Linked DNA regions of Mus musculus: region 2 is linked to region 1. A link is a contact called in public Hi-C data. All regions are on one chromosome and are shown on one strand. Each heading gives the region's core, a stretch centred on a gene start, on an enhancer-like site or on the middle of the called end of the contact. The rest is flanking DNA. Distances are from core to core; before and after follow the strand shown.

What was found. Hi-C and Micro-C count contacts between places; a contact is called where the count stands out from the background.
Region 2: a contact with region 1 is called in a Hi-C map of CD8 T cells, with 3 times the contacts expected there. The contact joins two enhancer-like sites. A contact is called at or near these places in 4 of 15 datasets of contacts at CTCF or cohesin (the NIH/3T3 cell line, large pre-B cells, pro-B cells and 1 more), 9 of 484 Hi-C or Micro-C datasets (the Ba/F3 cell line, CD8 T cells, the G1E-ER4 cell line and 5 more) and 2 of 115 datasets of contacts at active chromatin or transcription factors (astrocytes and embryonic stem cells).

What each region holds. Positions count from the first base shown.
Region 1 is chr11:20,912,446-20,915,145 of GRCm38.p6, reverse strand. All of the region lies in intron 1 of Gm46273 (a long non-coding RNA gene), which reads left to right. Among named protein-coding and RNA genes, the nearest start is that of Gm32293, 3.5 kb to the left of the region's middle. Within about 2 kb of position 1,270, at least 19 of the 459 cell types and tissues checked have an H3K27ac peak or open chromatin away from gene starts, as enhancers often do. A contact at or near this core is called in CD8 T cells, where this site is marked.
Region 2 is chr11:21,302,410-21,305,221 of GRCm38.p6, reverse strand. The region is part of intron 12 of Vps54 (VPS54 GARP complex subunit); the gene reads right to left. Among named protein-coding and RNA genes, the nearest start is that of Mir1933, 41 kb to the left of the region's middle. Within about 2 kb of position 1,396, at least 17 of the 459 cell types and tissues checked have an H3K27ac peak or open chromatin away from gene starts, as enhancers often do. A contact at or near this core is called in CD8 T cells, where this site is marked.

The DNA of each region.
Region 1 (2,700 bases), core at 21-2,520:
TCTAAAAAATAAGCAACACTGATTATTTTTCAGGGGTGGGAAACACTGGTGTGTGTGTGTGTGTGTGTGTGTGTGTGTGTGTGTGTGGTCTTCGGGGATGTGTGTGGAGGTTGGGTTTGTGGGGTGTGTGTGTGTGTGTGTGTGTGTGGTCTGTGAGGGGGTGTGTGGAGGTTGTATTGTGTTTTGGAATCCATTTTGAAGAAGATAAACTTCTTTGTGCGGGGGGCGGGGGGTACGAAAGGGCACAGTGGGTGCCCCCTGAGCTCTACAATGTTCACACCCTCACACCGATCCTTCCCCCACACCCGCATGCACCTCACACCCTGCAGAGCTCCACAGCACATGTGTTCACCTGCAGCAGTTCTTATCTGAGGAGAATATGTCCCAAGACACACCACACACACACACACATATACACACACACACACCAGTATTTCCCACCCCTGAAAAATGCACGTGCGTGTGTAGTCATGTGGGGCAGTCAGATACCTTCTCCCTTCCCCAGCACTGGTTTTTCTCATGTGTGGAACGGAGGGTACTAATAGCCACTCTGCAGCCATTTCTCTGAATGATAAATAAGTTAATGACAGGAAACAGCACACAGAGGCTGTAACATTAAAGTTAGAGGGTAGTCAGGTGCTGAGCCAGAACTTGGCATCATTGAAGCTGACGGTCAAGATTTGAGGGGGTCGGTGACAAGCAGATTGAGGAATCTGTAAACAGCCCGTGTACTGGTTCTGAGAGCTCTAAAAAACTGGGTTGAAAATGAGAAACACGGGAGCCATCAAATTGCACCAAGTTGTTTGTTTGTTTGTTTTTTCTAGTGTGAGCCAATCTATTGAGACTTGGACTCTAAATATTACGTTTGAGTCACTCCTGCTTCCTTCCCCTCCACCAACAACCTTGTCTGAGACATATCAGGACTGTGGCTTTTCAGCATCTCCCACCAAACTCTTGTCTCTCATCGTAGGCAGAACAGCCCCTTGCAGGAAAAGACACTAGGTGGCGCCAGACCCTTGCGTTTTCCAGCCGTCAAACACTTCCTTTTCCTGTGAGGTTCTGTTTTCTGAGAGAAGTACTAATCTTGCTAGAGACTTGGGGGCTACTTCAATCCATTCCACAAACATAAATCAACTTCCTATCTGTTGTAGGTAGGCTTCTTATTGCTGTGATAAAACACCATGGTCAAAGCAACTGGGGGAGGAGAGGGTTTATTTGGCCCACCCTTCCATATTTCTGTTCATATTTCAGAGGAAGTCAGAACTCAAAACAGGTCAGGAACCTGGAGGCAGGAGCTGGTGCAGAGGCCACGAAGGGGTGCCCCTTACTGACTTGGATCTTCATGGCTTGCTCAGCCCTTCCTTATAGAGCGTAGGACCACCAGCTCAGGGGTGTCCCACCCACAGTGGGCTGGGCCCTCCCCCACCAATCACTAATTAAGATCATGCCCTACAAGCTTGTTTTAACCTGATCTTATGGAGGCATTTCTCAATTGAGGTTCTCTTCTCTTGGATGACGCTAATCTGTTTCAAGATGATAGAGAACTACCCAGCAAACTGTCTCAGCTCAAGGCACCCTCCTCCCTTGTGCCTCTGCTGCTCCCCACCCCACCCTTTTCAGATGCGGTCATGGAAGGAGGTTACTAGACCTGATGCTGAGACCCTAAGTTCGCTACCAGCTATAAATATATTCCTTTTCAACTTCTGCCATCCCCTGAAGAGCAGGAAGAAAAACACTTTCTTCCTTAGGAGGTGCAGGAGAAAGAAAAGAAAAAGGCGAATCCCTCTATGAGCACAGCTGAGTCTTCTGTCCCCACCGGGTCAGAGCTGCCAGCACAATCTGACCTCAGGCCTTCTTATGCTAGGCCTTGCCCTTCCAGGGGAGCACAGGACCTCATTGTCCCCAGTTCAATTCTGAGCACCTCTTCCAACCTTGAGAGCTCAGTGCTGGGGCTGATGGATTCCAAAGCAGTTTCCTGCTTACATCTGGAGCATTCTCCACACCTGCAGGCACTGTCAGTGAGCAGATAAAGTGATTGACACCCTCAGGCCTCCTTGTCACTGCTGGGGCTTATGTCTGTTTAAAATGAAGCTGTTCATGATGCCCACCAGATCAGGCGGTTAACGGCAGTTTGGGCCAATAGTGTTTCCATTGGCAGTGTCTGTCTGGGTATAGGAAGTCTAATTGTTCATAAGAAAGTCCCAGCCTTCTCTTCCTCACCGCTTACTCTATGGGATTTCCTGTGGTGAGAGACTTTGGACTTTGCAGAGTTGGGGGACAAGTGTGAGGGGAGGCTCCTAGCCTCTCCCACCATGAGGACACAATGAGGAGCCAGCTGTCTCAGACACAGTAGGCCCTCAGAGGACTCTTTTGGGAGCTGAATGTATCTTTCCCCAGACAGCCTGCCCTGTTAACACTGGTGGTTAAATTACAGGTCCTTGCAACCACCAGATATTGGAAAGGGTTTTACTTTAATATTCCCTTGCCTTCTTAAAGACCAGATCACTAGGAAGAAAGCCATTTTCTTTGGCTAATGCAGTAGTTCTCAATCTTCCTAATGCTGTCTGTGACCTTTTAATGCAGTTGCTCATATTGTGGTGAGACTCCCCACCCCCTGTAACCATAAAGTTATTTTTGTTGTTACTTTATAACTGTAATTTTGCTACTGTTATGACTCATAATGTAAATATCTGTGTTTTC
Region 2 (2,812 bases), core at 147-2,646, 390 kb before region 1:
CCTTAAGGAAGCTGTATTAAACAGTTGTGTTTATATTTTGAGGGGAAATGCAAGATTTTTCTATTTCTAAATATTTCCATTCAAGAAGCATAAAGACCACAGAGCTTGGCAGTGGTAGCATGCACCTTTAATCCCAGCACTCAATAGGCAGAGGTAGGCAGATCTCTGAGTTCAAAGACATCCTAGCATACAAAGCAAGTTCCAGGACAGCCAGGGCTATACTGAGAAACCCTGTCTAAATAAAATAAAATAAATAAATAAATGCCACTTATTCTATGCCAACAATTCTTTAGCATCATAATAAGCCAAGTTAAGTGCCTGTGTCATTTATAGCCCTTTCGATGGAATAAGACAATTTTCAAAGTTATTATTAGCAGGCTCTGATTTATATTACTGGGTTATGATATTGAAGAAAGTTTATTATCCCTCAAAATTATATCGCTAAACCTATTTACTAGTGTCTTAGAATAACAGCAGGGTTAATAGTCTTAAGGTATTCTCAAAACAGTCTTGTATAATTTTACTGAGTCAGGTAGACTGTGGCCCTCAGTAGTTTAAATGATCAACCCACAGCTGCAATAGTAAGAGAGAAAGACCAAAATCTAGAATTGGTCTCTAATTCATTAAACTTCCTCTGTTCCATAATTTCAGGGATTAGGGGGACGGGACAGATGTAGTGGGTACAAATGGAGCCAGAACGCAACCTTTGGTTTCCTTCCTCAGGGACCATTTACCTCGTTTATGACACAGAGCCTCACACTAGCTCAGCAAGTAGGCTAGGCAAGTTGGCTAGGCAAGTTGGCTAGTCATTTCCATGCCTCTGCCTGTTCAGCACTTCGATCTCAAGAGCACACCTCCACATCCAACGTATGACCTGTGTTCAGATGTAAAACTCTTTTTGCTGACTTGAGTTTCCTCTCCAATGCTCAAAACACTTATTTATATAAAAACAGTCTGGTACTAATGCCAATTCCAACCAAAAAATGCTCATTTAGATGTTCAAATTTCCTACTGAAATGAGGTCTTATTTTCTAAAGGATTACTAAAAATTTGCCATGTAACAGAATCACTAATGAATTTAGAACCCTTAGCCATATGCTACTAACTCACAAAGACATAAACAGAAAACAGTAAATAAAAAGTTTTTAAATACTGCAGTGGCCTAACCAAAAGTGTGAATGTTCTTAGATCTTGTTTAATTAGCTGTAATTTTTCCTTAGAAAAGCTCTTTGAGTTTAATTGCTTTTAACTTCCCTGTCACCTCCGAGTTGAGTGGCAAGCTTTCAGGCACTGGTGTATAAGCTGAACATAAGCAGAACCATAGACAGTGCCTATGTTTCATCCTGTGGTAACATGCAATGAAGGAATGCCAGAGAAGATTCTAAAGTGACAGACAATGAGGACAGGAAATAAACCCACATAAACAACTGTGATGCAGGCTTAAGACTGTCAAATGTCACAGCAAGCTGCTAGCTGCTTTCAATACTTCTCTCCCCTGCCACAGTAACGGCTTTAGCTGCACAAGTATCTTTAACTGACAGACAGACAACTAACTAAAGACTCTAGTTCTCAAGCTCTTTTACAGAGCGAGTCATATGTCACATCCTAGCCTCTGCTGTGGAAGTGACAGTAAAAAGTACAAATTCTAGACCATGTTCCTAAAAAACAAGAGCAAGATGGAGAGTGAAGCTAGGGCCTCCCTCATGCCAGGTCAACTCTCTCCTACTGCAGTGAACATGGTGCTTTATCACAGAATAAGAAACGTAATGATAGCCGGGCATGGTGGTGGCGCCTTTAATCCCAGCACTCGGGAGGCAGAGGCAGGAGATTTCTGAGTTCGAGACCAGTCTGGTCTATAGAGTGAGTTCCAGGACAGGCAGGGCCACACAGAGAAACCCTGTCTCAAAAAAACAAAAAAACAAAAAAAAAAAAAAAGAAAGAACAAACGAACGAAGGAATGAACTGTAATGACTACACACTTCTCTGAGTATCTGGTTTATAGCAACAGTGGTACTACATACAGAACAGTAAGGAAGATGGCATTTTAGCTAAATGAGCTAAAGGATTATCTAGGTATAGGAGGAAAAAAAGGAAGAAAATCTTGCATGATACAAAACAATTACAGAGAAACTGTCAATCTAATTGTCAAAGGGACATATTTAAAATTAATAGCCTTTTTTAACCAAAAAGACCTTAACTAGAGAATGAAGTAGGAATTCACAAAGTGGTAGATGATTTTGCAATATGGTTGGAGAGCAGACATGTGCTTACACAAGCAACTCCAGCAAATCACTAAGAAAGGAAGAGGGAGGGAGGGGGGGGCAGACAGGCAAAGACCCTCTTTATACACTTGCCAGGAGAAGCTATCAAAAGGGACAGTAAGTACACGGAAAGGTGTTCTCCTACCAATAACCAGGACAAAACTAAAACTCCTACAGTTGCAACCTAGACTCCGAGCAGCCAACATGTACAAGACTACCAAATGGGGAGAGTGAGGGGAGTGAATGAAGATGTGAGGCAATGGAACTCTTCCTGACAGGACTCTAAGTAATGAGCAAATGCACATGAGGCTAAAAACCCAGAGAACCTTCCCGCTTCTGCTTTTACAGGGCAGACTGGTGTGTCCAGGGCCTTCCCTTCTGCAGTCTTTTCCTCTTGAATTATAACCTTAACTGAGAATGCCCAGTTATGTGTATTTTACAGTGAATATGCTCAGAAATGTGCCTGCCCCACGGTTTATTCCCATATGAATACGTATAGACTTTCTATATAAATTCCTTACCTTTTTTTCCCCCCATTTAAGAGAATGCCA